Regions from separate parts of the Mus musculus genome. Here regions 2, 3, 4, 5, 6 and 7 are each linked to region 1. A link is a contact called in public ChIA-PET, Hi-C, HiChIP or PLAC-seq and promoter capture Hi-C data. All regions are on one chromosome and are shown on one strand. The core of a region is the stretch at or near the end of the contact, and the rest is flanking DNA. Distances in the headings are between cores, read along the strand shown. Region 1 holds the start of Tbl1xr1 (transducin (beta)-like 1X-linked receptor 1). Region 2 has its middle 300 kb from the start of Gm31552. Region 3 has its middle 200 kb from the start of Gm31610. Region 4 has its middle 130 kb from the start of Gm31610. Region 5 has its middle 82 kb from the start of Gm31610. Region 6 overlaps Gm31610 (a long non-coding RNA gene). Region 7 has its middle 42 kb from the start of Gm31610.

The links. Promoter capture Hi-C pulls out the DNA fragments that hold promoters and counts their contacts. A called contact is a pair of places that touch in the nucleus more often than the background predicts. ChIA-PET counts read pairs in DNA pulled down with a chosen protein or histone mark. HiChIP or PLAC-seq counts read pairs in DNA pulled down with a chosen protein or histone mark.
Region 2: an RNA polymerase II ChIA-PET map of memory CD8 T cells shows a contact between it and region 1, with 26 read pairs. The contact joins the enhancer-like site here to the promoter of Tbl1xr1 in region 1. A contact is called at or near these places in 8 of 39 promoter capture datasets (the 3T3-L1 cell line, the C10 cell line, hippocampal neurons and 3 more), 2 of 484 Hi-C or Micro-C datasets (bone marrow-derived macrophages and pre-B cells), 8 of 115 datasets of contacts at active chromatin or transcription factors (bone marrow-derived macrophages, cardiomyocytes, effector CD8 T cells and 4 more) and 1 of 9 other capture datasets (liver).
Region 3: a promoter capture Hi-C map of second pharyngeal arch cranial neural crest shows a contact between it and region 1, with 4 times the contacts expected there. The contact joins the enhancer-like site here to the promoter of Tbl1xr1 in region 1. A contact is called at or near these places in 5 of 39 promoter capture datasets (cranial neural crest, hippocampal neurons, liver and 1 more), 2 of 115 datasets of contacts at active chromatin or transcription factors (cardiomyocytes and large pre-B cells) and 1 of 9 other capture datasets (pancreatic islet).
Region 4: a Hi-C map of cerebellum shows a contact between it and region 1, with 2.9 times the contacts expected there. The contact joins the enhancer-like site here to the promoter of Tbl1xr1 in region 1. A contact is called at or near these places in 8 of 39 promoter capture datasets (the 3T3-L1 cell line, cranial neural crest, hippocampal neurons and 4 more), 4 of 484 Hi-C or Micro-C datasets (cerebellar granule neurons, cerebellum, cerebral cortex and 1 more), 7 of 115 datasets of contacts at active chromatin or transcription factors (astrocytes, cardiomyocytes, embryonic basal ganglia and 3 more) and 3 of 9 other capture datasets (adipose tissue, liver and pancreatic islet).
Region 5: a contact with region 1 is called in an H3K27ac HiChIP or PLAC-seq map of heart atrium, with 7 times the contacts expected there. The contact joins the enhancer-like site here to the promoter of Tbl1xr1 in region 1. A contact is called at or near these places in 6 of 39 promoter capture datasets (the 3T3-L1 cell line, the C10 cell line, hippocampal neurons and 3 more), 1 of 484 Hi-C or Micro-C datasets (cardiomyocytes), 6 of 115 datasets of contacts at active chromatin or transcription factors (bone marrow-derived macrophages, cardiomyocytes, embryonic forebrain and 3 more) and 2 of 9 other capture datasets (adipose tissue and liver).
Region 6: a Hi-C map of uterus shows a contact between it and region 1, with 3 times the contacts expected there. The contact joins the enhancer-like site here to the promoter of Tbl1xr1 in region 1. A contact is called at or near these places in 6 of 39 promoter capture datasets (the C10 cell line, frontonasal cranial neural crest, hippocampal neurons and 3 more), 1 of 484 Hi-C or Micro-C datasets (uterus), 5 of 115 datasets of contacts at active chromatin or transcription factors (T-cell acute lymphoblastic leukemia, bone marrow-derived macrophages, embryonic forebrain and 2 more) and 2 of 9 other capture datasets (adipose tissue and liver).
Region 7: a promoter capture Hi-C map of pre-B cells shows a contact between it and region 1, with 2.5 times the contacts expected there. The contact joins the enhancer-like site here to the promoter of Tbl1xr1 in region 1. A contact is called at or near these places in 10 of 39 promoter capture datasets (3T3-L1-derived adipocytes, HPC-7-derived erythroid cells, cranial neural crest and 7 more), 3 of 484 Hi-C or Micro-C datasets (cranial neural crest, epidermal suprabasal cells and stem cell-derived neural progenitor cells), 10 of 115 datasets of contacts at active chromatin or transcription factors (T-cell acute lymphoblastic leukemia, bone marrow-derived macrophages, craniofacial prominence and 6 more) and 2 of 9 other capture datasets (liver and macrophages).

What each region holds. Positions count from the first base shown.
Region 1 is chr3:22,074,676-22,078,634 of GRCm38.p6, forward strand. It overlaps Tbl1xr1 (transducin (beta)-like 1X-linked receptor 1), which reads left to right and starts at 1,977. Exons shown (of 16, transcript NM_030732.3): 1 at 1,977-2,279.
Region 2 is chr3:21,124,065-21,128,023 of GRCm38.p6, forward strand. No RefSeq gene overlaps it. Among named protein-coding and RNA genes, the nearest start is that of Gm31552, 300 kb to the left of the region's middle. Within about 2 kb of position 2,302, at least 18 of the 459 cell types and tissues checked have an H3K27ac peak or open chromatin away from gene starts, as enhancers often do. A contact at or near this core is called in effector CD8 T cells and memory CD8 T cells, where this site is marked.
Region 3 is chr3:21,291,606-21,295,564 of GRCm38.p6, forward strand. No RefSeq gene overlaps it. Among named protein-coding and RNA genes, the nearest start is that of Gm31610, 200 kb to the right of the region's middle. Within about 2 kb of position 1,921, at least 5 of the 459 cell types and tissues checked have an H3K27ac peak or open chromatin away from gene starts, as enhancers often do. A contact at or near this core is called in second pharyngeal arch cranial neural crest, where this site is marked.
Region 4 is chr3:21,355,098-21,359,056 of GRCm38.p6, forward strand. No RefSeq gene overlaps it. Among named protein-coding and RNA genes, the nearest start is that of Gm31610, 130 kb to the right of the region's middle. Within about 2 kb of position 2,189, at least 43 of the 459 cell types and tissues checked have an H3K27ac peak or open chromatin away from gene starts, as enhancers often do. A contact at or near this core is called in cerebellar granule neurons, cerebellum and embryonic basal ganglia, where this site is marked.
Region 5 is chr3:21,405,419-21,409,377 of GRCm38.p6, forward strand. No RefSeq gene overlaps it. Among named protein-coding and RNA genes, the nearest start is that of Gm31610, 82 kb to the right of the region's middle. Within about 2 kb of position 1,868, at least 11 of the 459 cell types and tissues checked have an H3K27ac peak or open chromatin away from gene starts, as enhancers often do. A contact at or near this core is called in heart atrium, where this site is marked.
Region 6 is chr3:21,425,727-21,429,685 of GRCm38.p6, forward strand. All of the region lies in intron 4 of Gm31610 (a long non-coding RNA gene), which reads right to left. Among named protein-coding and RNA genes, the nearest start is that of Gm31610, 62 kb to the right of the region's middle. Within about 2 kb of position 2,080, at least 16 of the 459 cell types and tissues checked have an H3K27ac peak or open chromatin away from gene starts, as enhancers often do. A contact at or near this core is called in uterus, where this site is marked.
Region 7 is chr3:21,529,486-21,533,444 of GRCm38.p6, forward strand. No RefSeq gene overlaps it. Among named protein-coding and RNA genes, the nearest start is that of Gm31610, 42 kb to the left of the region's middle. Within about 2 kb of position 1,661, at least 6 of the 459 cell types and tissues checked have an H3K27ac peak or open chromatin away from gene starts, as enhancers often do. A contact at or near this core is called in pre-B cells, where this site is marked.

The sequences.
Region 1 (3,959 bases), core at 727-3,226:
TAAAGACTGGTGAGCATCCTTAGCCACTCAAAGTGTGGCTTGATTTTCTTGTAGCTGTTGTCTAGGTCCAGGGCTGGGAACCAGCTTTCCCCACCCATCCCACCATTTTAATGGGCGTTTCGGACAAAGAACCTGCATTGCAGTGTGAGGTTTATGTTGAGCAAACAGCATACCGTAAGTGGACAGCTCTTACACAATGGTAAGATACTAAATGCTCTGGGCAGCTGAAGGACGGAGGCAGGCCTCGTCTTTGGCTTCCTCAGTGCTGTTTCCCTTAACTGGACAGAAGTGTTTTGGAAACCCAGTATAATCTACATTCCCATCAGGTGACATTGTTTAATCTAACATTCCCTCTTTCACAAGTGACAATAGCTCCGGGGACACCCAGGCTCAAGCTTTGAACTTTTCTGGTAGAAAGGGCGTTTGCAACTCCATAGACTTTCTTTGGTGCCTTTCCACCTTCCAGCTACGCCTGTCAAAATAGGTAACCGCCTCCAGGGAGGGGCCAACAGGGGAGAGTCATTGACCTTGGCTGAACCAAATCTAATCTAGTCTCGGAGTTTGTTAGGCTGCACAGTCTATAGCTGTGAAAGTTACTTCAAATGATACTTTGTTTGAAAATTTATCTTTGAAGCACTAAAGGAAGACCACTGCTTGACAGGAATACACGTTTCCAAATGTTTTGACAACTTGAAACTAGAACCTTTCACCAAAGAAGGTTGCAAAGTATTTTTAAAGATAGTAACAAAAAAGCAGAGTTTCAAGATATATGCTAGAATTAAAAGGAAGGGTGCCTCTTACAGCCCAGGTTTCTGAAAGGCTCAGGAAGGTCACCGCAGTATTTTAAAAATCCTCGGCGCTCCGGCAGCCACATTTTGACATTATTGGGCAGCCAAACTGTACTTCAGAAACCGCCTTCACGTGCCAGACGCATGCAGAAAGTAGATAATATAAACTCCCGTGGATATCACACCGCGGTGCACACTTAGTGAACATTCATTCTGTCTATGGCTTTATTTTCGCGCAATGAGAACTGATCCATCAAACCTTCCCAAAAGACCCGCAGACAAGTCGCACATTTGGGCGCACAACTTCAATTTCAGCTTTGCGTTTTCACCAAACCCCTCTCGCCGTGCGCGCTGCGCGTCTCCCCACGCGCGGTGCTCCGGGTCCCATCCTAGAACTCGCTCACGGCAGGCGAAGCACCTTTCCAGGTACGCTCCGGAGCGGGCGTGTTTACGCGCATCCAAGTGTGCGGCACTTTGAACGCGGAGTCCATGTGGAGCCCGCGCCGAGCTCCCGCAGCTGCCGGCCGCCTCCGGGGATCGGAGCGGCCGCGGCTCGCGGGATTGCTGCGGGCGAAGGGACTCAAGCGCCACCCAGGCAGCGGGACAGCCCCGGCTGCGGGCTCTGGAACGAATGCGCGGCGAGCCCAGCCCCCAGCGCCGCGAGCGAGCGAGGGAGGCTGGGTGGAGGGAGAGCGGAGCGAGTGAGGAAGCCGAGTGTGGAACGGCTCGTCGGCCGCCACCCCCACCGCCACCGCCGCGCTGCCTCCACCGCGGCCCCGCCCCTCCGCCGCGCCCCTCCCCCACTCCGGCGCTCCTCCCTCTAAGTTCCCCCTCCCAGGTCCCCCTCCCCGTCGAGGTTCCCCTCCCCCTCCCAGGCTCAGGCTCCCTTCCCCCTCGCCTCTCCTTCTCGGGGCTCCCTTCCCCCTCCACAACCCGTTTCCCCACTCCTCCTCCAGGCTCCCCTCCCCCGCCCAGCTCTCCTTCTCTTCCACCACCCGGCTCCGCTCCCCTCCCCCTCCCGGGTCCTCCTCACTTCCTCCCCTCCCCCTCCGGGCGCGCCCCACCCCTCCGCTCCCCTCGTCTCCCCTCCCCCTCCTCGGGTCCTCCTCCCCTCCCCCTCCACCCCCTCCCCCTCTACCCCTCCCCCTCCTCGCTCCCTGTTCCCTCCTCCCTCCCCGCGCGCCGGGCGCAGGCCGCTCGGGTTTGTTTTGCTGCGCGGCCGTCGCCGCCGCGGGCCCGGAGCTCATTTGTGCCTGGCTGGTCCCCGCGCTCCCCGGTGCCGAGCCGGAGCCGTTGGCCGCTCGCGCGCTTGGCTCTCTCCCTTAGTAACAGCTCCCCTCCTGCCTCGGTGCTGCGCCCTGCCCCCGCGCCCCTCCCCCGCCGGACCCGCTGCCCGGCTGTCAGCGCCCGCACCCCAGGGCGCCTCGGGGTGCCGACGGCGGCCAGGAGGGGAGCGCCGCGCGTCCTGGAGGGGACAGCGTCGCCAAGCAGGTGAGCGCGGGCCCGGGGCTGCGGGCGCCGCGAACTTGGCCTGGGCGCGGGGGAGGGGCGGCTGCGCTCACGTGCTGCCCCCCCGGGTCGGGGTGGCTGCGGGAGGCACTGGGCCCAGGCGAGCGGGCTTGGGGGCGCAGGCTGGATGCGGGGCCGCAGCCGCCCTGTGCTCACATAGCGGGGGAGCGGCCAGGGCTCAGGATGGGTGCTGGTCCGCGCTCGGGCGCGCGGGCTGCAGTCGCCCGGTCGCGCACCCCTCGGGCTGTGGCGCGCGGAGACCCCGGGCGGCGGCGGGGACCGCGGGCGGCTGTTGGGGCGCGGGCGGGGGAGGGGCGCGGCCGGGCCTCGCTCACTCAGGACGCGAGTGTGGGCACCTTGTGCCTGTGGCCTCCCCACGAGGAGGCCCTGGCCACAGCCTCGGTAAAGTTGGGTCAGAAGTGTATACAGTTGGCAAACTTATTGCCAGCTTCCTGGTAAGTTTCGGGGTGGCACACAAGTCACATTATCTTCTGACAGTATAGAGCCACGTTGTGAGTGTTTGCTGGGTGACTTCCTCTTTGCAACCGATGTCTTTTTTTTTTTTTTTTTTTTTTTTTTGGAACAGGGGCTGACTTTCATTTAAGTGTAATTCCACGTTGAAAGGCAGCTCGAGGCGAATCATGCATGTGTTAGAGTGTTCGGTAATTTTGGAAGTTCTCAATTTGGATTAAATTTAGGTTGTGAAAATGGTCTGTTCTGTGTAACATTTGGGTTGGGTGGCTTTTAAGAAACGCTCTCTTTGTTAGGTTACCCAACACTGAAAATAATTTGGTGATCACACAGAAGAGTTGGAACATAGCTAAACATTACATTTCTTTAACAGTCTGGAGTTTTCTTAAAACCTTGGTTGGACTTTATCGGCCCCAGGGTGAAGGGTTATATGCCATTTACAGTTAATTAGGGAAGTTTACTGTTGGCTTTCTTGTTTTTCCATATAAGAACCTTATGCTGGTCTAAACATGTTAATAAAGTACGGTGGATGAAATGATGTGTTATTTCTAGTTTGAATCTTGAGATTGAAAGCCCCCCATCAGTGTAAAACAATACAAGGCCATGTCTTACTGATTTAACTTAGCTAAAGTGCTTTGCAGTATCTTGGTGGCCCATTGAAGGTAGTAAATGAGTTTTGGGTTTCCCTGTGTGATTCACGTTCAGTTTTGTTAAATAAGACCCATGCTTATTGGAGCACTTCAGTAATCCTGACTTCCTGGGACTGTATGTTCTCGCCACTTTAATAAGTTTATAGTCTGGGGAAGTAGGGCATCTTTATCTGCACAAAAACACTGTGTATCAGTTGGATTGAATCGTGGGAGTTAATGGCAAACTTCCCAAATTATCACTGAGAGTTCTAGAAACAGTTGGCATTTAGCTATGGGGGAGGGGCGGTAGGTCGCCAGCCTGCCTGAAAGGGGTTGGGCAGGTCCTGTGTGCCCTTCGTGTCTAAATGGAGGCTTCTCTGCTGCTTTGACTATTTCTCTCTTAGTTTTGCTGCCCTGCATGGGATGAAGTCTGTAATCGCAAACACTAAACACTCAAATTACTTGTCTTACCTTTAGTTTGTAAACTCAGATCTCTAGAATTTAGGACGAACACGCCAACCCTGTGAGGAAAGAAAATATGTGTAAAAAAAGCTAAGCAACT
Region 2 (3,959 bases), core at 1,052-3,551, 950 kb before region 1:
AAGAAGCCTCAGGGAGTGAGAGGTAACAGGACCCTCTAGAAAATACCAGAGAACTGTCAGGCAAAAGACTCTAAAGACTCAATGGGGGTAACTTTAGCAAGAATGTCCAACATTGGAGAGAAGGAATTCAAAGAGTCCACCTCAAGCAGATAGACAGGTCCTCAAGTTGAGGACTGGGTTACTAACCCACAATAAAATTTCTGACCCTGAATTGTTTCTGTCTGAAAGAACTGCAGGGACAAAAATAGAGAAGAGATAGTAGGAAAGGCGGTCCAATGACTGGCCCAACTTGGGATCCATCTCAGGGAAAGGCACCAAGGCCTGACACTGTTACTGATGCTATGATGTGCTTGCAGATGGAAGCCTGGCATGGCTGTTCTCTGAGAGGCACTACCAGTAGCTGACTGGGACAAAAGTGGGTATTTATACCCAACCTTTAGACTTAAGTCAGGGACCACTATGTCTGAATTAGGCACAGATTGAAGAAGCTGAAGGGGAGAGAAACCCCAAAGGAAGATCAGCAGTATCAACTAACCAAGACCCCAGGGAGCTCTCTAAGACTGAGCCTCCCACCAGAAGCATACACAGGCTGGCCCAAGGTCCCTGACATAAATATAGCAGAGGTCTACCTAGTCAGGCCTCAGTGGGGAAATATGTGCTTAATCCTTGAGATACTTAAGGCCTCAGGGAAGAAAGAGGTCTGGTGGGGGGGGGCACCCTTTCATAAGCAAGGGAGGAAGGAATAGAATGAGGAAATGTGGAAAGGAGCACCAACGTCGGGGGGCATGACTGGAATGTAGATAAATACAATAAATTTATAAAATATCAAAATATACACACATTCTTACATTGGCATACTATGTTACATATGAAATATAATCAGACAGGAACAAAGTGATTGCTCAATGATGACCACTGTCTGTTCTTCCAGATTCAATTCACAGTGTCCATATCATGGCTTACAACCACCTTTAAGTCCAGTTCCTAGGTCTCCAACCCTCTTTTCTGGTCTCTATGTGTTTGATACTCAGAAAACCATGCAAGCAAAATACCCATGCACGTGAAAATAAATTTTAAATTCTAAAAAGAAATAATAACTAACATTGAGTGAGTTCTAAAACTGGCCAAGGATGTTGATTAGAGTAAGCATTGGAAGTGGACACAGGAGAGGCCCCATCACCCTCATTTTCCGTTACACAGTCCTGCAGCCAGTGCTAATCAGATTGATTGTAGTTGAAAAGACAGAGGTCCACACTGCAAGACACCTCTATCAAGATTATTGGCGGATACTATGGACCAGGTCAGAGCTATGCCTACATTTCTGTGTTGTTCTCTGCTACAAAACTAAAGCCATTGTCTGCTGGGTACAGATACTAAGCTTTCATCTCTCAGTTATCAGTGAAGATACCTTACCGCTGGTTCAGGAGTTAAGAAAAGCCTCTCTCTCAGAGGACATAGTCAAGTACCCATCCTTTCTGCATTGGGCATAGAAACTTAACAGTTCTTCTGAGACAAAACATACTTACTGTTATTGTTCCTCACTCTTTGAAACTTACTCCCGAGTATAATGCTATACAAAAACAAACAAACAAACAAATGATTTGGAGGATGGGGTCAAACCATGAGTGTAAAACCTTCATGAAGAGATTAGTGTCCTTATAAAAGAGAACTCAGACAGGTCAGGACTGGTGTGAAAGCACAAAAAGAACATGGCCTTATAAAATCCAGGGTCAGGCATGAGATACTGAATCTTCTGGTGCTTTGAATTTAGACTTCCTAGACACTATGAAATTCATTTCTATTGTTTAGGGTTCATTTGATTCATGGTATTGTTTCATAAGCTGAATTGAACTAATATAGAAAGCAAGACATTATCATGAACCTATCACCCTACACTCGCAGATAAAAAAGACCTGTCATTCCTGGAGGACAATCGAGAAGTTGCAGACCACCTAGAAAGACAGAGTGATGCTCTCTTCAATGGGGAAAGAGCAAAGAGGTATAGAAAATGCTACCCCACAAGCCCAGCCACATAGACCAGGGTAAAGCTAATGAAAAAAAAAAAAAAAAAAACCAAGAAAGTTTCAGGAAGATGGGGCATGCAGCCCAGTGGTAGAACATTTGTCTATTATTTATGATGGGGCTTTGATCCTCAATACTGAGACAGAAATAGAAGTTAGTTCTTATGCATCTCTAAACTGAGCAACAAGCAATAACTGAAAAATGTTCAGCATTGATGCTGACAACTGGTAAGAGGGAACTCCCCAGCCACACAGTGAAACCAAGACTACACATGGGTGGTAAACAAAGGAAGTCATTCTGTTTCCCAGGAAGCATAATGTGCCCCAGTTCATGGGTGCTGACACCAAGGTGTGAAATCTGTACCACACTGAGAGCAACACTTCAAAGCTCAGGCTAACTACTGATCTCAGTAAATCTACTCTCTACACTAAGAACTTTACTATATAGGAGCAAAGTTCTTTCTTAAACCAAGATGGTATTTATCTCAAACTCTGTAGGTCTGTCCCACTCTGATTTAGTCATCTAATCAAACATGATAAAGACTCAAATGAAAGGGAACAACATGATGAACACTAATTGTCAATAATGTAGTCATAGGAACCAGATAGAAACAGGGACTGGACATTGAAGAAATAATATGAGACTTTTAAAAAGTTGTTGAAAACAGATTGGAAAGGCATGGTGAGGCATGTGTTTAATCTCAACACTGAGAAGGCACAAGCAAGTGCATCTCTGTAAGTTTGAGGCCATCTAGAGCTGCATAGGGAGATCCTGTTTTAAAAAGAAAGGAGAGATGTAGGGGAGAAAGAGAGAGAAGAGAAGAGAAGAGAAGAGAAGAGAAGAGAAGAGAAGAGAAGAGAAGAGAAGAGAAGAGAAGAGAAGAGAAGAGAAGAGAAGAGAAGAGAAGAGAAGAGACAATGTAACACATTCAGGAGCCACTGAAGGTTATATGGGTAGAATGATGCTGTACTTAATAGTCAGCTACATATGCAAAGTGAAAAGGAGTAGACATGGGAAATATTTCCTCATGGGGCTTCTCAGAAGATGAAATGTTACTGGGAAAATAGTTGGTTAATTACAAGTCAGGTACATTAAGAAAGAAGATGATGAGAAAAAGAGAAAGAAGAATGGAATAGAAAAGACAAATGGCCAAAGGATATGTCTAAAGGGGTAATGATTATGGAATTTTAGTAAAGAATTCACTAACAATTTTCTAGATGGTGAGACATACTTACTTGGGGATAAACCCAAAATAGAGTATGGAAATTCATGAAAGGAAAGCAGTATAACTAAAAAGAGATGTGTGCAAATCTACAATTATAGCTTAGTGACTTCATTTTTTTCTCAGAAACCAGAGATTGGTAGAAGATATGTGGGGTTACTATAGGCCTGAACAGCATACTTAATTCTCCTACTATCAAGGATAGCTTTGTGCCAACAGAATCTAGCCTTCCAAAGTGTATGATAACATTAGGAAGGACAGGCCACGTTCTGCCTTATAAAATTATTCTGAGTTTAAACAAACTGAAAACACACATAGTAAATAAGCTGACCACAACACGTCCAACCTGTTAGTCATAGCAAGATATTTAGAAAAGTCTCAGATATTTGAAAATGGAAACAATACCTAGTACATCAGAAAGGAAGCCTCAAGGAAAATTAGAAAATGTACTTAATTAAGTAAAAAGTAAAAACTACATTTACAAAATGTTTTAGATATACATTTAACATTGCATATAGCTAACAGCATAACATAAGCAAGCATTTTAGTTTATTTTAATCTTTTTCGATTTTAGTTATTTTGTGTGGGGATAACAGGGTATATCCATGCCATACCATGTATGTGTAAGTCAGAGGATAACATGAAAGAGTCAATTCTCTCTTTCTACTATCTGAGTTCAATGAGATTGTTTCAGGAAAGTCTAGATATTTTACAT
Region 3 (3,959 bases), core at 671-3,170, 780 kb before region 1:
CTGTATGTCTCCATTTCCTTTACTGTTGCTGTGACAAAATACCCTGACGAAAGCAACTTAAGGTGTGAAGGGCTTATTTTACTCACAGTTCAAGGGTACACCCCTTGGAATAGTCCATCATGGTGGGGGGGGGGGGTTCTAGGCAGCTGGAGGCTGAAGCAGTTGGTCAAATTGCACTCACAGTCAAGAAGAAAAGCAAAATGAATACAAGGGAAGGCTCAGCTCAATTTCTCCAGTTCATTCATTCTAAGATCTTTTGCCTAGAAAACAACTCCCTCCTAGTGGATTCCCACATCAGTACACACAATCAAGACTATCTTCCCCAGGCATGTGTCTATCTGTCTCCCAGGTGATTCTACATTCCGCCGATTAGACAATTAACACTTATATCACACTTTGAAGTGTGAGGACCTGAGTTCAGATTCCCAGAGCCCATTATAAAGTCTGACATGGTAGCATGCATCTATAGTCCCTATGCTTCTATGGCAAGATGGGAGGCAGAGAAAGGAAATGTCCTGGAAACTCCTGGGCCAGCTAACATGATATATACAGCAACAAGCAGGAATCCTGTCTCAAGCAAAATGGATAATGGAAACCAAACCTTGAGATTATTCTCCACTACAAACAAATATATATCTGCACACACACACACACACACACACACACACACATAAATTGACACATACAAAAATACTGAGGAGTGGGTAGGTAACACCACTCATCAGATAAAAGTACTTGTCATCAAGCCTATGACCTGAATTTTACCTGCAAGCACACACGGTGGACGGAAAGAACAGAGCTGACTCCTACAAGTTGTCCTCTGACCTCCAAATACAGGCTGTGGCATGTGAGTACTAACTTACCATCTTCCCCAATGTACGCACACACTAATAAAATAGTGTAATGAAAACTACTATCTATTTTTAATATTAAATAAATATACTTAAGATGAGAAAAGGAAACTTATGTTTCCGGTTTTTAAATTCATTTTTGAATTTAATTAATTTTTAATTTCCATAAATATTTTACCTCAATAAACTCATTATTGCATAATCTCTCCACTCAATCACTCCTCTAAAACATGGTGCAGTCTGAAGGAGCCTTCTCTGCTTTAGATTTAAGTGAAAGGCTGTCTCTCTGCAGCAGACACGATGCTTTCATAAAATGGTGGCAGTGGTCAATATTCTAGAAGCAGTGCAAAAATAGGTTTTCTGATACAGCATTAGTTTGGGTATGAACACAATGAGCTATGTCACTTTCAAGTTGAGTCCAGTTTCAAAACCCCAGGCAAAGCCATCACCCTGCTGTCACGGACATGAGATAATTGGGATTCACTGCACAACCTACATTCTCCAAAAGATGATTGACATCCTTGCAATGCATGCTGGATATGAGTGGCCCCATTGTCAACACCTAGCCCACACTATCTCCAAAGACTAATTGAAATTCAGTTGAATACAAAAGTATGAAAGCAATTTTCACATATTTTAATAAGTAGTTTTAAATGCTGTGATTGGAGTATTTTTTCTTGACTTATTTGCTATTATAGTCATAGCTATGTGTGGCTACAGAGCACTTAAGATGTGAATGATCTGAAATAAGCTTTGTTGTAGTTTTAAAATAGGCATCAGATTTTGAAGATTTGGGTATTTTTAATGAAATGTATGCAATCTCTTTATAGAGTTTCTTAATTGATCACATTTTCAAGCAATGATATTTAGAGTATACTGTGGTAACTAAATGTAACAGTGAAATTCCTTTTATGTTTAAAAGCTTCCAATTTGACCATTAAAAAAGGAAAATGACGTATACAGTGCACATCATATTCATATTGAACAGCTTTGCTGGTAATGAGGATCAGATGCTGGTGCCTTCACAGTTTAACTGGTGTTGTTTAAACCCAATTACATAATCTTAGCACTCAGCAAGCTATGGCAGGAGGAAGGCTACAGAACAGTCTGTGTTCTGAGTGTAATGTATTTCCCACAAGCTCATGCTTTTGAAAAATTGGTTCCCAGATAGTGCTGTTATTTGGGAGATGGGGCCTAGCAGGGGGAAGAGGTTATGCAAGCGAAGGTCCTACCTCCCATTCTGTATCTGTTTTCTGGTCTGTAAAATATGATCAGCTAACCTCTTCCTCTTGCCAAAGTGTCAGCCTCTCTGGGCATATGCCTTCCCAACTATGAAGGAGTGTCCCCTCAAACTTGAGACAAAATAAAACTGTCCTCCCTCTAGGTTCCTTTTGTCACATGGAGAACAGAAGCACTGAGCATGGAAGTACAGGATAGAAGTGTCACTCCTACCACGCTTTTCCATATTAGATCCATACCGATGTCTACAAGTTGTAGAATTAAAATTCCCCAATCATTTTGATTTGTTTCTCAAAAGATCCTTTAATAACGCACTCCCTTGCAAAGTCTAAGAAATTACAAATATACTTTTAAAAAATTTAATTCACCCCCAGCATCTTAGAGAAGGAAAATTAAGAACCAGACATTAACTGATCTCATTACTCTTAAGAAAAAGGTCAGAATTAGACTGCAGGTCTCAAAATCTCAAGACAAAATATTTCAGTTATACCATCAAAATTTAAATTTGACTGTTTTACAAAATGAGGTTAAAATCATTCCTGTTTTTTTCCCCCACAAAGAATCACCTTATTTATGAAAAAACTACTTTATTCTAAGGTTGTTAGTTTTTTTTTAAAATACTATAATGGAGGCCAGTTTATCTAAACAAAAATATGTGATTGAAGTAATTAAATAGCATATATTTCATTGGTCTCTTTATTCTGTGTGGCTTAATCTAAAGGATTTTGTGACACAGCAGTAAAAATATAAAACTCACAAAATTAACCAGCAAGAGACTTCTAAATGAAAGTAAGAATAGGGAGGCGAAATCAACCTTATTAATAAGGAGAGCTCTATACAACATAGATAACAGGCAGGCTTTCTGCCTTATAGACACCACATAAAATAAAGCACCAGTTCCCCCAATAAGAAGAATTCACAAGAAAAAGTTAGGAGTGGCCAATTTGAGAGAGACATTTTTAACCATTTATTAATATTTAGAGATTTATTTTAGTATTTGTTTATGTATTTGTGTGTGTGTGTGTGTGTGTGTGTGTGTGTGTGTGTGTATGTGTACATTCATGCAGGTACCTGTGTAGGTTGAAAGAAAATCTCTTGATCTCTGAGAGCTGGAGACTTTGGAGGATATATGCAGCCCGATGTAGGTGCTGGGAACTGAACTCAGACCTATGCAAGAGCAGTGTTCTGGCTGCTTGGCTATAGTCATTTTGAAAGAGGGAAACTCTACTAATAGATTAGCCTGTGGGCGTAATCTTCATTAATGATTGATGTGAGAGGGCCCAACTTACTGTATACAGTGCCACGCCTGGGCTAATAGTCTTGGGTGCTATACAAAAGCAGATTGAGCAAGACTCCCCAAGACTTCTGTGTCAGTTTCTGTCTCCAGGTTTTTGCTCTGATTTCCCTGGATGATTGACTGAGATGTAGAAAGGTAAGCAAAATAAACCAAGTTGTTTTGGCCTCAGTGTTTAACACAGCAAAAGAAACCTAAGATGATTAGCAAATAATAAAATAAATAAATAAATAAATAAATAATAAAATAAATAAATAAATAAATAAAAAATAAAAATAAATAAATAAATAAATAAAAATAACCACTTAGTCATTTCTCCAACCCCCCCAAGAAGATATTTTATTTACATTAATTTCACATACTTGCCAAAAAGGAAACTTACAATCAATTTTCATTTGATAAGGACAGAATGCCAAGGTGCTAATGATGTTAACTTAAATTTTGGGGGTCGGGGAACAGCTAACCTCTCCAAAGTTCTAGCATGCCTTGATTCCTCTGAAAAGAACAGACCCAGACAAGATATTTTGCTGTCCATCATTAGAAAATAATAATGCTAGTGATTATTTTGAGAGCGA
Region 4 (3,959 bases), core at 939-3,438, 720 kb before region 1:
ATGTTTTGTGTGTACTGATGCAAGGGGGTGTTAGCTGCACATGTGTGTATATGCACTTGTATTTGTATGTGTATGTGCATGTGAAGGTCAAGGACAGTCTCAGATGTCACCCTACCACTCTGGAAAGACAACTGGCACTCCTGCCTAAGTGCCCCCTGGAAAGCAATATCTCACATTGGGAACAAAGGTGGAATCAGTAGTTTTAGACCAACACGTGATGGGCAGGATAGAGCTCTGCAGTCAAAGGCAATTTGCTCCTAGGCACACATGTGTTCACACTCTAACCTTCTCTGTAAACAAACTAACCTGGTACATACCTTGTCATGGGAGGAATAGAGTAAAAGAAACCAGACAGACAAAAGTTCAGGATTCTAGAAAAAGGAAGTGGTTCACCTAAGACCATAGGATGCAAGTCCCTGTAGGCATCCTTGGTGTTTCACAATGAAAACATCATTCTATAAAATTAACTGCATCAAAATTAAACTCAAAGAGTGACAGCAGGTCACCCGCAACCATAATCCAGGCAACACTGGCTGTTCCCGTGCTTGAAACCTAACGGAGGCCAAATGTGCTCAGGAAACAAGCAAGTCAACATGATTTACCAGCATTGTGACACAGTGATCCCCAAGCGTCCTCTAGCCTCATCCCTCATCATACCCTCTGTGCCAAGAGGGCTCCCATCTTGTCTAGTTAATCTGTGATGCCTGGCCAATGTTCCTTGCTATTCCCTTTGCTAGAATGAACGTCATTCATCGTCCTTCCTCTCTTTTGCTGTCATTCCTACTTGCATCTTCTTATATACATGGCTTAGCCTGGAAGTCAAACTGGCCTGTTCAGGCGGGTGTTGTTTTGTTTTGTTTGTTGTTGTTTTCTCTGTTCAATAATAAGGAAATTGAGCCTAGCTAGCATTGACATCTCGCTGATTCATCACTTCATTCACAGACCCATGTGCAGCCCCTGCCACATGAAGAGCAGTAAATAAATAGAATACCATTTTTACTGGTGGAAACCGTGCTATATAATTCTAAAACCCAAGCCTTATGGCATTTAATAAGGGTTGGTTTGGTATAAATAGAAAACCCAGTTATCGTTATAATTTTCAAACACTGTGCCCTTTAGTCAATTATATCCCCACCCTTTATTACCTACACAAATGATAATCAGGAGAGAGCTCCAGCATTCTGGCTACTTCCTGAAGTGTTCTCCCTTTGTGTTTGAAGTAATCTCCATAGCTATTAAAGGGCAGAGTATTTGATTGTCAGTGCTAGGGTTCAAAGTATCTGGACAAAGGATGTTGTGGACTTTGGACCCCATACATCTTGCTAACCCTCGATGGGTCTACACAGTGTCTGTCATAAGGACTTCCTGCGAAGTTCTCTTACAGTGGGCTGGAATCTCACAATGCTTAAGAGCTGAACTTCTGCCTGTCTTCTGTCTCCTAGTGTTATTAAGTGGACCAGGTGACATGGAGTCTCCTCAGCAACTTTTTCCATCTCCTGTTTCCTTTATACACTGAAAGGTCTATATTTGGATCGCTCCCAAAATAAGTCTTAATTGATTTTTTAAGGTGTTCTCAACTGCCATGGCAATGATAAGCAAATATCTCTTCATGAATAGCCTTCTGCAATTGACTATTCTTACTGAGTATAAGCTTCAGTGCTCTTTCTTCAATGCTTCTGCCTCTCTCTCTCTCTCTCTCTCTCTCTCTCTCTCTTTCTCTCTCTCTCTCAGCATATTTCCTTTAGTCTGTTAAAACTATAATTAATATATATTTAAGTATAAATATACTCCAGAAGAAAATAATATATTTCAATAGTGCAATTCTTCAAAATAAAAACCTCCTATGATTTTTATCATTAACAACAACAGTACACATACACGCGCACACACACACACATGCACACTAAAAATAGATTGTGTTTTCAAGGGTAATAGCTGTCTTATTATTGGCAGGATCTGCTACACGTCTGTAACCTCTTTTGAAGTCACCTTTAACAGTGTGTTTCATTATAAAAATTATTTTTCTCTCTCAGGAAAAATTATTATTCATCTTTGGAGAGAACATCTTGTCAAGTGGAGCTGTTCAACAAAACAAGGAAAACATCTCTGCCAAAGCACAGCAAATGTGATTACCAAGCCAAGGAGAAGCCCGTAATTAGATCATTTCCATGGAAACAACCTAATTACATGTGTAAAGCAGTGAGAGCCGAGCTGAACATTGAATATGCTAATACCATTGTCTATGTTGTAATGTTTCTGCTACTTAGCTTCTCTCAAATATAAAATATAAACCATGTAGATAAACCCCAACTCTGCTAAGTGAATAAAAACCCACAGTGCATTGGATGTGCATTGCAAATGAATGTAATCCTGGGATATTTAACTGCTTATAATCAACACACACCTATATCCTTAAATAACCAAGGATAAAGAATGCATTGTCATGTATACTAATAATAAGTGCACAGTAGCATGTAAGTCGCCAAATGTCCATAAGTGAGCATTCTGCAATTTCACATGGTGTAAATTTTATTTATAAAAACAGCTAATGAAAAAAACAATTTATTTTTTAAGCCATGCATTCTTTACTTATTCTAGGGAATTATTTTATGTCAGCAAGAATTAATCATTTAGAAGCCTGTTGAATTTTTTTTTAATGTTCCATGTGATCTATATTTGGGTACCCCAGTCAGAGGGGCAGTGGGAAGTTACACCAAAATGATTTCATTAATAGAAGAATGAGTTTGCCTTTTTAAATAATGAAACCTATACCGTGCTTCTATATACCTCTTAATATCATTCCCAAGTGTTTCTTTGAGTTAATCTCTTGAACACAGCTTTGAAACTCCAGCCTTGCTATCCTCAACTGAGCAATTTGACAGCATCTCTAACAGCCTGAGGCATCCACTGGTCTTCAGCTTTCCCAAATGTAAGAGTTCACTTATCTCCTTGCTATAACCAAGAATATGAAAGAAACAAGGAAGAAGGGGTTTATTTTGACTTACAGAACACCGTGGCAGAATGTTTCTTTAATCTAGCAACATAGAGAGAACAGGAAATGGGCTAGGCATTCCTCAGGACTTGGGAGAGCAGGCTCTGGTCCTCATCTGAACAGCACAATACGGCTGACCCTGATGGAGAGGGACAGGTGAGCTGGCCCTAGCTGGCCCTGCCATTGGCCTAGCATGAGCTGACATGGGCGCCTCCTACCAATACCACCCGAGGTGGTCGTTGGCGCTCTGGGAGAGCTGACCCCAGGGTCATGAGGATGGGAAAGCTGGCCCCTCTCCTGACTGGCTGTAGTACTCAGGAGATCAGCCCCTGTACTTCAACTGGAGAGCACAATGGAGCTGACTCTGATGGCATGGGCGCATATGAGCCAGCCTCAAGGTCATGAGAGCAGGAGAGCTGACCCTGTCCGGCTGATGGTCGCATTGGATGATAAAGTCAAGGCAGTGTTAGTTCATTCTGGTGGTGTGGTTCAGGAGACCTGGTGGGCTGATCAATTCAGCTACCACCCAGGCCCATATCCAGGGCTTTGAGTTGGCGGACCCCAACATCTACCTCATCTATGAATTACTGGAGCGTGTGAAATGGCTGGTCCTGAAGATTCAAAGCTGCAGGATCTCCATGACACAGGGCAACAACAAAGTAACCAAGGGTGGAGAGTGAATAGGAAGGGACTGGGAGATGAGTGGGATTTAGGTGCATGATGTGAACCTTACAAAAAATCGATGAAAAGTTTAAAAATAATCTCAGGCCATCAAGGAATGGCCATGTTATGGCAAGACTCCCAACTCCATCAGTTGGAGCTAAGTGCTCAAACACAGAAGCCTCTGGGGTTCATGTCACGTTCAAATCTCCCTGGTTTTCAGATGTAAGCATAAGAGATTGTCGAGGCTTGCCTGACTACCACTTATTCCCAGATGTGCATGATTCACCTTCCAACTGGTCTGTTT
Region 5 (3,959 bases), core at 618-3,117, 670 kb before region 1:
AGTAAGGTCATGGTCTATGTAGCTAGTGGCTCCTGGCAGTGTTCTCTCTCAAGGCATGACTAAGATTGCCACTGAATTTGTTGATGTCAAAAGTACTAAAGGGCTCCACTCCTCCAAGGGTGTATGGGCTGGGTGAGGGATAGAGACAGATGCCCTGTGGGTAAGGAAAGCCAATACCTCACAATACTGGAATTATCTACAGTGTATCTGCCTGACCCAGAATTAGAGTCCCCAACAGTAGCAACCATCTCTACTGATCACTTCATTCCCATTGGGCCCCCACCCACAGAGTGGTCTTAGTGTGTTTGTTGAATGAGGAAATGAATAAACTTGCACGGAAACTTTGCTTTTAGGACATGTGAACTACTTAATAAAAGTACAATGTAAAGCTAATAAAATGGCAGAAAGAATTTTGAGAAATGAAGGAATTCCTCAGATGCTGGGTGGTATCATTATTGGTCACATTATTATGCTATGCCAGGGACTCTATTAAACTGTCAAGAACAATGCAAATACTCTCTACTTGAGAAGAGTGAGAGTTATCCCTTGTAGATATAGAAGGTCCTGATGATGTGACACATACCTTGAAGTACTACCTTCTCAACTATTGCTGAAACAGGATAGATTATCAGTTTTAAATGTTCATGTGTATACTGGGTCTCTGACACTCTCAGGGAAAAGAAACTTTGTGAAGGCATTGCTAAGATCCAGATTCTGAAAGCAATATTTTGCATGCAGTGACTTCCTTGTTAATTCTTTTCTTGATATCTATTCTTTAAGAAAAAATTACATTATTTAATTACAGAGACAGACAACTGGATAATGCACAGAGAGTAAGAGAACTGGAAGCATTCAGTCCTAATTGGTATGTCTTCATCACAGTGTTGACCTCGGGGCTCAGGGTGCTATGCAGAAAAGGAGGCAGAAAAAGCCAGAGGGAGCAAACAACACCAAGGAAACAGTGTCTTCCAGACACAACAGGACTCATGCACATAAGAACTCACAGAGTGAGTTGTGGCAGCAATAAGTCCAAAGCTGACAGGGTCCCAACACTGAGAAAGGTAAGTGGACACATCCCCCATCCCTAGCTGAGAAACTATCTCTATTTGAAAACTGCTCACAAAGGAAAAATTAGTTTTCTTCAATGGAGCCTCACTGGATAAATGTGTGCGCGCGCGCGCGTGTGTGTGTATGTGTGTGTGTGTGTGTGTGTGTGTGTGTGTATAACCTATACTTGAGGTCTGGCCCTATGCCCAGCAGTAAGTACATGTCCAACTCAAAATGAACTCAATGATATTTTTGGAGATCTTTTTGTCTCATATTTCTTTAGGCATTGTTTTTAATTTAATGATCTTTTGCATGTGTTTAATAGTTTCCATCTTTGTGGGGTATGTGCATGTGCGTTTTTCAAGCGTTTCTTTTCCTTCTTTTTTTATAATATTGGTTGGTTTGGGTTTTTGTTTGTTGGATTTTTTTTTTTTTTAATTTCTACAAAGAAAGATAAAGAAGGCCTGGAGTTAAATGAATGAGGAGTGGGGAGGATCTGAGAGGAGACATGAGAGGAGGAAATCATGATTAGAATCTATTATAAAAAAAAAAACCTTCATTCTTAATTATAACAAACAGAATTTATTACATCATTTATTGCATTGCAGTGTGAGTGGGATAAGCTGTGTGACCTTCACAATGTGTCTGTGGAGGTGAGAGCAGCCTGTGGGAGTCAGGTGTGTCCTCTCTTATGTAAGCGCTAGTAAGTGAACTCAAACTGTCAGGTGAATTCTTTTACCCACTGAGCCATCTATCAGCACAGAGGGCCACAAGGGCACAGTGATGTTTAGAGAACATAGTGCTGACAGGAATGTCTGATATGAGCCAAGAGAGCTAACCCTGGTCAACCAGGAGCTATGACTAAGCACAAAATAACGCTGACATCACATATCGGGAATCACAGACAGTGATGTAATCCATTACATAACCATCCCTGGCTTTTGTGTCTATCTATAGTCTTGGGGCACGAGGTAATCATCCGAACCTTTGCCTTCACATGCCTGCCTATGTGCATTTGAGTGTAGACCTGTATACATGGACCCTCTATACTAGCCTGAGTATGTGTCCATGCCCACTTTTTCGTGACCAATACTTTTCAAATTCCTGAGTGCTCATTGGCATTTGTCGGCCCAATGATATTTGTGTGAGTTAATAAAGTGTATCAACTGTATCATCAGAGGTTGGCAATGTCTTCAACCTCCCAGGATCCTGTGACCTTCCTCCTTTGTTGACATCAGAGTATGGACCCCATATCATCTCAGTAGCAACCCCTTCTGTTCGCAACTGTTTTATAAGCTCCTAGTGAAGTTGCACTTAAGTTCTGCTGTGCTCCCTCTATCAATCTGCAGGATGTCTCGACTGCTGATAACTATCTACTGGTCTGTCATTTAGTCTCATGTCAGAACATTTTCAGAAGTGCATAGAAATATATAGCATATCAGAGGCACCCATTTCATCTTTGCCCAGTTCATATATTGTTCAGAAGTTTCTGCAAGCCTCCTGAATCCTCTTCTCCTTGTACCTTGCACAGGAACACATGTCCCCTTAAATAGGGTGATGGTGTCTTAGTTTCTTTTCCCATTGCTGTGATGAAATACTCTGACAGAAACAACTTAATAAAACAAACAGTTTATTGTAGTTAACGGAACCATTCTGTTGAGAAGTCGTGATGTCAGGAGCTCCAGACAGCTAGCCATCCTGCATCTATGTCTAAGAAGCAGAGAACACTGAATGTGTGTATATTATACTCAGCACACTGTTCCACTCTACATATACTTCAGGATGACCCTGCCCCAAGAACTGTGCTACCCAGGATGGTGCCTTCCCATTTCAGTTCATATAATCCCTCACTGATATGTCCAGGTCCAGATGTAGACAACCTCTCATTAAGACTCTCTTCCCAGGTGAGTACAGATTGTATCAAACTGAAAATTAAAAGTAACCATCACAGTCATTCTATCAATTCTGTTCCTCTAGAGAAGGCTGACAAACACAAATCATATGGAAAACCTCCTTTCAGAAATAATCTCAACTGAGGAATGATAGAGCATATACCTGCAAAGAGATTACACTAGAAAAAAGCTTAACCTGATGCAGGTCCCCCTTCTGCTTTATCACTGAGCAACAGAATGCCTATAGAGGGAGCGGTCCTCCCAGGTGATTCTCTGCCACCCTGGCCAGTCTTCCCTACGCCATGCTGTGTGAATTCCCTCTCGCCTCGTGAATGACATCACTTCCACGTCAGTGCCAGTTTACAGAGTAAATATTTTGCTTAATAATACCAATCTTTTCACATCAGTTAGCCTGATAAGCACTTATAATTTGACATTAAATTCATTTTATCCCTCCTTTGGCCAACTCCCTATTTATACAACACTATTTGTACTACATACTGAAGAGATTCAAGTGTTCATTCTTATCTAGTGAGACTTCCATATTTTTATGTATAATAATATAATGATTTACTGAAGATACAGTAGTACACAAGACAAGCAATGCCTTGTGTGCACAGGATTTATAATCTAGTAAGGCAGGCAAGTATATCCCTAACTAATTATAACATAGAGTGAGGATGTTGTCTTGGGGGAACTAGACATTTCAATGGAAACTGAATTTTTTGCTGTGCTGTGTAATAGACTACTACCAAAACTTAGAGGACCAAAATACAAAGTCCTACTTATCTCAGTGTCTTTGGGTTAAAATCTCAGTTGTGACTTAGCCTTTGGCATCTGTCTGAAGACCTCAGGAGGTTGTGACTATGGCTTCCCTCAAGGACTCAGTTGGTTACAAGTCATCTTGGTTTCCCTGCTCAGTTAAGGAACTTTTTGAAGACCTGGAAAATATTTGCTTACAAGTATTCTGACATGCTTGCTACCAGCATGATCATTTCCTCCTGATCATCTCTATAAATT
Region 6 (3,959 bases), core at 830-3,329, 650 kb before region 1:
AATCCCAGACACCCAGAAGCAGTGTGAATGTGAGGAGTCCTAGAAGGAACATGCAGCAGCCCTTCCTCTGTGGTGAAGTGACAGTCCGGGTTTAATGAATCCTGGTGATGCACCTTGCTTTTGTTATTTTCAGAGCATTTCTGAGAAAGCTCATGAAGTCAAGGCAGGTGAGTGTGGATCTAGTTTAACCACCTGTGTCTGTGCGTGGCTTGAGCTATGCGCACGCATGCCCTTCTTAACAAGGCATCTAACAGTCAGGGATCCCCCACCTACATCAAATTGTATAGACATCCTGCTCCAAGCAACATAATAGGTGGCCACCCTTCCTTTATCCAGGGTCCCCTCCTTTATAGTCAAACATATGCTAAAATATGTTGCAAGCAATGTATCAATCCAACCTGCACTGGTTTTGAATATATGTATAGTAAGACAAATTGTTATCTGAGTGGACTTTAGGAAAAATCCACTGTTTACCACTTCATGCCTGTGCATAATTTTGAATACTTATGAATTAAATCAAATGCAACTTGGAGAGGACAAGTATGGCAGAGAAAGTCTCATATAACTCAAGTTTGCCAATCAAAAGCAAAGAACCACCCACATCAGGCCCCTTAAAAACAAATGGTCCCCTATGGGGCACCATAAAAGGAAGCCCTAAACAATAACTAAGGCTCTTGGGCACTCTAGCTCAATGACCTGCTATTTACTTACTCCCTTACATTTTATCCTATTCTACCTCTTTAATTCAAACTTCTTTATACTTTGCTGTCTGAAAACTTTGAGCAAGAAGCTGGAAATGCTGTGCCTCCACCATACACATACCCCCAAATACACACACACACACACACACACACACACACACGCACGCACGCACGCACACGTACTCACACACTTGGAACAAACCAATCAGGATGAGATCATTGTACCCTGTATAAATGGTGTTTGGTGTGGGTCTGCAGTCTGAAGCCTGAACAGCTGAGTGCATACTGCCACACACTCCACTCTAGAAGGCTCGTTATCTTGTTTATCTTGTCCTAGGAAAACCTGACCTCCAGTTTAACCTTTCACACAGATTATGAAACAGCCTTCTATTAAATCCCAACACTCTGGCACAATTTTAAACAAAAAAATACCCTGGTGCAATATGGAGGACAATTTTTTAATTGAGAAACAAAACACATTCTGTCCAGGGCTGTGAAGTTGACTTTCATAACAGGCGGGAGTTGTTCAGATTCTGGCAAAGGCAGTTGTAAATTTTCACTTCCCCACTAATTGTCTTGATAACCCCAGGCTATATCCTAATTACTTTTTGTCTTTGGTTTCCTCACTTTGAAAACAAGGAAAATAATAGTTTTCTTTAAGGTAGTTAGCAGGATTAAGCAGAATTATATCTTTTATAAAACACTTAAAGCAGGACCGAGAAACACAAAACATACATTCAATCAATACAAGTTTCTTTCTCCAAACTCCAGGGGAGAACTGAACAGATGTAGAAAGAAACCTTGGGGTACCCCAGGACTACCAAGACATGGGTGGTCTTCAAATTTCAACAAATAATTAGAAAAACAGGAGTTTTGAATTTCAAAACTAGATGTTTTAGGGATGCTAGGAGAAGAAGCAAACATAACTTCTACTAAGAGATGACCACAGATACAGGAAAAATGGTGTCCACATTTATGGAAGAAGAGATTTAAAAAAAAGGCAGAAGTAACATAAACATTAAATGTGAAGGTAAGGTTCTTCTTTGACAATAAAACAATCCAAATATGTGGCTTTGGTGACAAGTATTCTTAGGAACCTCAAAGCTGTCAACTCCAGGCTTGCAGACGGATGAGCGCAGCGGCACACAGTGAATGAAAACACATGCAGCACACACAGAAAAGGCAGACTGTGGGATCAAAGCCAGAAACTATTCTTGGGTTGTTTTTCTCTTCAAAATAAGCTTTTTTTCCCCCATGATGCTAAATTTAAACAGCTGAATTTCTTTTTGTGAAAACAGTATTCTATTCAACCTTTTCAAAAGACTTGCCATTTAATAAGAAGTGGTCATTTTCTCCCAGGGAGGAAACCCCCTGAGCTACAGCTCTTCCTGGAAGAGGCCTGGCATATGATGAATGCTCATCTCCCCTATCTGAGCGGCTGGAGCCTCTACTACTTAGAGCCGAAAAAAAAAAAAAAAAAAACCAACAATGATGAAATTACTGCACCCAACAAGAATGAAGTATAGGGAATGCTCTCTGATTACAAGCCACACATTTTGTGTATGAGGAAGAAACATAGGAGCCTACTTATCTTCCGTTGTCACCATACCTGGGAAGAGGGCACCTCAAGTTAAACAGTGTCTCCATAAGACTGGCCTGTGGCAATGTCTGTCTGAAAGGCATTTTTTATTGCTAATTGGTGTGGGAGAGCTCAGCCCACTATTGGCAGTTTATCCTTCCACAGGTAAGCTTGGGATAAATTTTAAAAAGTAGCTGAGCAAGCCAGGGAATCAAGCCAGTAAGCAGTGGTTTCTTGTTCAAGATCCTACCATGATTTCCTGCTTGGCTTTCCTGGTTGGTGAACTATGACCCTAAGAGGAAATCATCCCTTTCTGCCCTGACGTGCTTCTAGTCATGGTATTTAATCACAAGGGAAAGAGATAAGGCACACAGGAAGAGCAGAGCTAGAGCTGTTGAAGAAATGGCTGGTGTAATTAAGGCTATTGTTTAGAAGGAATTAGATGCTAAAGGATGAAAGAGTCAGCAGCCAAGTTGGAGCAATGAAACCGTGTGCCATGGGCAATTTCTCAGATTCCTGCTTATGTGAGAAGCTTACCACAGACTAATCAAAGTGTATCCTAAACCCACAATAATCAGAGCACGGAAAGAGATGCGTGCAGAGCTAAAGCATCTGAGGAAGGCGCCACTAAACGACAAGAGTAGCCAGGTAAGCTGGTTTGTGAGTCAAAGGTTAGGCACATTTTCACTCTGGGAGATAACTGCTCCTTACCATATCATTATAACTAGACATGCCTTCCAGAAGAGAGGATGGACTCACATGTTCTCAGATCTAACATAGACAAGTTGACCCTTGTTCCATTCACCCACCACACTGCAAAACTCTGAAAACAGTGTCTCTGAGCCCCTTATATCCAAACTATTACTATGCAGTCAGAAGATAAATTTGCCTACTTCTTCTGGTTTACCTGCTCTACTTGATAGACCATGCCCTGCCCTATCCAGACGACAGTTTCTTAAGAAGACAGATACCCCAGTCTGAAGAAATCAGGCCATTCCTCCTGAATCCTCTAGGAGACAGTTGAGAAGTTGTTCTGTGCTGTGGTTTTACAGCTCCTGACTTATGGTCTTAACAAATACTTAGCTTTTCCAGGCTCTTTGTCTCATCTGCTATGAGGAAGTCAATCTAGGGATGTAAGGCATCCCTCCAGGATCTAGAGAGATGGATCAGTAGTTGAGAGCATGTTTCTCCTCCAGTTGATCGACATTATTGTCCCTGGAGGCACATGGTGTCTTACAATGATCTGGAACTCAGTTTCAGGGAAATCTGACACCTTCTTCAAGCCTTCATAGACACCAGCATACTCAAGGCATATATTCACCATACACATACACATACACATACACATACACATACACATACATAATTTTTTAAGATACTTAACTAACCTCATTCCTGGTCCTCAAAAATTTATAAAAGCCTGATGTTTTCTTTGTTGAAGGAACTTCTCTAAAGATTCTTTTCTGGATCTACCCTGTCATCCTTTGATGGCTCTCTTTCTTACTCTTGCTTCAAGTGTTATGAGGTTCCTCTCCAGGTTTTAAAGGGAAGCCTTCCTTGCTTTTAAGCCTTGCATACCCTAATTTTGACACATTGTTATTCTTTTCTAGACCTCTCCCAACCTCAATGTCTAGTCATGGTTTGGTGGCCCTTTCCTCTAATGATGCTACCAGCATGCA
Region 7 (3,959 bases), core at 411-2,910, 550 kb before region 1:
ATGTTCTTTCTAGTTCTTATGCTCTCTGACATGCCATGCTTCTTTGACTAATTGAAATATTTCATCCAAGTCCTTGAAATGTCTAGAAAAACAATTCGGAAACTAGCCACTACTATTTTAAAACTGAGCCATTCATTCTGCCCTGTGCCCTCAGGTATGATAGGTAGATACCAGCTTTTTAAAAACAATGGTGACTTACCTATCAGTCTACAACAAATGACTGAGCACTGATTCCCTGAATTGCTTACTCTTTAAGACACTTTGGTATTTCTTAGTTAAAACAATGCATTGAACATCTTAGGTAAATTTCCTCTCCTGCAAAATGCAAGCCAGCTAACAGACTTTTCATATCCTCAGGTGAATTCTACATAACTTTCTAGGTCTGCCCTCTCCCTGAACCTATTGATATTTGCCTTCACAAATGATGGTGATACTGAGATGTTTTCCTAAATTAATAAATCAAAATTTAAAAATACTTTAAAAACTTAATTCACTGATTATCTGTTCAAGTCACCATGCCACTGTAGCTGTGTTTCTTGTTTGACCAGTTAGTCAATCCCTCGTTGATCTATCCAGAATGAGTAGCCAGAAAGAACAAGCTTGCCTTAGTTACTAGAGCCTTTGATGTCAACAGGGAAGTCATCCTGAGAGAATGGGAATTAGACAGACTCCCTGGTAGGGAGAAAGATGAGAGCCCAGGGCTAGCGAATAAAGGTAGTAAGTTTCAAGGATAGACAGCTTCATCCTTATCTTCCTAACTTGAGACAAAAGCTGGCTTCTTAAATCAATGGTTTTGTAGAGTTTGTTTGAGTCTTCCATCAGCAGGCCCTATTGATGGACTATTTCAAAAAGTTTAAGGCCTGCTCAGAACATGTCACACAGCAGTTGTGGGATAATGAACCATCCTCGATTCCTTCAAACTGACCAACCCCAAGTTTGGGAGGAAGACCCTTCGGAAGCTTTAACCAGCAGCCCTTGAGAAGAGACTGGTGTTTTTGGCTTTCCAAGTCCTACCCCAACTCCTGTGCATTGCGGAGGGAATTTTTCTCTGTGTGTCTGGATGTGCATGTGTTCCTCATTCCAAATGAACAGAAATGCCTTTCTTCAACTGCAGGTTCTGTCTGCTGTGCTTGAGTTTTCTCTGCTGCTATCTGTTGCACTCTAGGTTTTTCCTGCCACTTAATTCCTTAACTGGCAGAGAAAATGAATCAAATCAAGACCCCTAGACTGCATCAATCTTCCACCACCTCTGGAGCCTAAATTACCACGGTCTTAAAGAAAAAGCAGTCCAGCCAACAGACTTATACAGCGTTGAATATTTGAAGGAACAAGTCAAAGAATTGAGGGAAATGACTGTTCTAATCTTAATGCTGCCTCCCCCACCCCCACCCACCATACCACCTATTTCAATTCTTTTTGGAAAGTTCTTTATCTTCTGTAGCTTGCCTCTGTCTCCCTCAGAACCACCCATCCCCACCATAATTGTACTTACTAGCGGCATAAACAAAGCCTTGGCATTTTAAGGGGAGATCCCCGGGGGCCTTCAGGAAGTTTATATTTCCCTGGAAATTCTGAAGCTCTTTAGCAGGACGCAGAAGAACAGCTGCTTCCTCCCAGGGACTTTTCATGTACTTTGATCCTGCCGGCAAAGTGCAGTCAGCTTCACCCACCCAGCCCAGGAAACGGGGAGTGCAGAGAGACTGTTCAGTTGGGAGGCTATGTTTCACCTTCTAAGGGGTTTGTAAATTAAGCTTGACCTTGGGACTCAATGGAACCTCAGTGGGACTGACTCCTGGTTCTTCTCCTCCTTCAGAAACAGCATTTATTCAGAAAGTTTTCAAAATTCACAAATTATTCCTCAACCAACCCTTTGTTCGGAAGCCAATTAAGTCAAGTATATTCTGTAAACAGAAAACCAAAACGTGTGCAGACTACATTTGAATTCAGAAAGGAGTCCCATGCTTTCCATTTACCATATACCCAGACCACCAAGATTTTCCACAAGTCCTGTTTCCCTAGCTAGGCCACCTTATCTGGTCAGTGGGAGAGGCTGCTCCTAGTCCAACAGTGACTTGATTTTCCAGGGGCTTGATGACACAGGGTAAGCCCCCCTTCTCAGAGTAGAAGGGGAGGGGGAAATTCAGAGAGGATCTATGTGAATGTTAGGGGGTACTAGGAAGAGGGGGGGCTAATATTGGGATACAAAGTGAATAAATAAATTAATTAGTTAATTAATTAATATTAGAAAAGAATTTTAAAAGAATTTCCACCTGCCAGTGTGACTTTATTCAAGAACCTCCTGTAATACCACAGTGTGACCTTCTCTTTTAAAGTGGGATGCTACAAGAGCACTTTAGTGGGTTCTTTTATTGATTAATTTGTCCCACAAGCACAAACCAAGTGCAGACAACCTTTTGGACACTGGTCACTTTTACCAAGCTAAATAATCGCATGCCTTAGAGGTCAGTGAACTATAGCCACCATCATCCATTATAAGTAAAGCCTTATTGGACACAGCCACACTCATTTGCATACACGTGTGAATATTTTGTCTGTCATCTAGTGGGAGCTTTTGTAGTTAATAGCAAAGCTCAAATGGAAATGCTGCAGGGTAGTTGTGAACTGAGAACATTCAGCCCAAAATATTTATGTAGTGTGTTTTTGTGAAATGAGTTCGCCAATCTCTGATCTAGCTCAGAGTTAGCACACCTTATCTAGCAGCCTGGGAGTCCCCCACTAACCTGGGGGAAGGCAGAGCCCTGCCCCTGGAGGTTCTGTTTTAGTCAGGAGTTGGAGGGGAGGATGAGAAGATGGAGTTTAAAAACCCTCTTCCATGTAAGCAAGTTGTACAAGTGCAGTGGACAAAGGCTGTTGCAGTCCTGAGTGTGAAGGGCATTCTCAGAGCCAGGCCCATGTGGGGCATGAGGGATGTTAGCGGGAACGTTTCAGTCGGTAGCTATCACTAGGGCTCAGAAGGTTTGGACTGAGAGACACATGTAGAGTTCATTCCAGATAATAGAGAAAACAAGGTGGAGAGTGATAGGTTATTTCTCTGCTGATAGTGAATGAGCCAATTTAAGACAGATTAGATTGTATTAAAGGCAGGTTTATTGGGAAGCAGCTCTTCAGTGGGCAAATTCACTGGCCTCAAAGACCAAGGTGAAGGAAGTCACCATGGAGAAAGGAGGGGTAAGGGGAAGAGAGAGAATGAGAGAAAAGAGTGTGCATGCAGAGAGAGAAGATGGGGAGGAGGAGGAGGAGAAGGAGGAGGAAGAAAAGAACAGGAAGAAGAGGAAAAGAGGAGGAGGAGGAGGAAAAAGAAAGGAGAGCAAAATGTCTGGATTATATAGGGAGAAGCCTCTAGAGGAAAGGTAGCTCAGCCCCTGGGCTGGAAAGTTCAGGGTTCTGGGCACAGTGTGTCAGGTAGGGACTGAGGGATGCTGGGAGAACCAGGAGGCCAGGCCTGCCTTGGCATGTACAACAGGCACCTCAGTCCCTGTACCATAAGGTCTGAAATCAGCCTTTAGTTGATTATAAATGGATGAGGGTAGTGTCATCTTCCTGCTGACATTGAGGCGCAGTTTTGAAGCGTGGACAAAAGGCTGGAATGTCCTACGTCTGTGAAGAGCTGGTTATTTCACTGCTGTCCAGGTGGTGGGACCATCTTGGGGTAGACTGTACAGCAGGTGAAACAGTCTGTGAGGGTGGCCAGAGCACCTGTGGAGAACAGTTTTGGAGCTTTCCTGGATGCAGATTCTGAGAGAACCCGGTGGCTCTTTGGGGTAGAAGATACAGTTTAGCGAGAAAAATGTTTTGTGGGGTGTACATTTGAAACTCTTAGGCCCATGGTCTTTGTAGTTGGATGGGGGGGGGGGTTTCCTAAGACCAAGGAAAGGGGAGTAGATCGTCTTCTCAAGAGCAGGCAGGTGGGAGGAGCAAACAGGCTGTTAATTGACAGT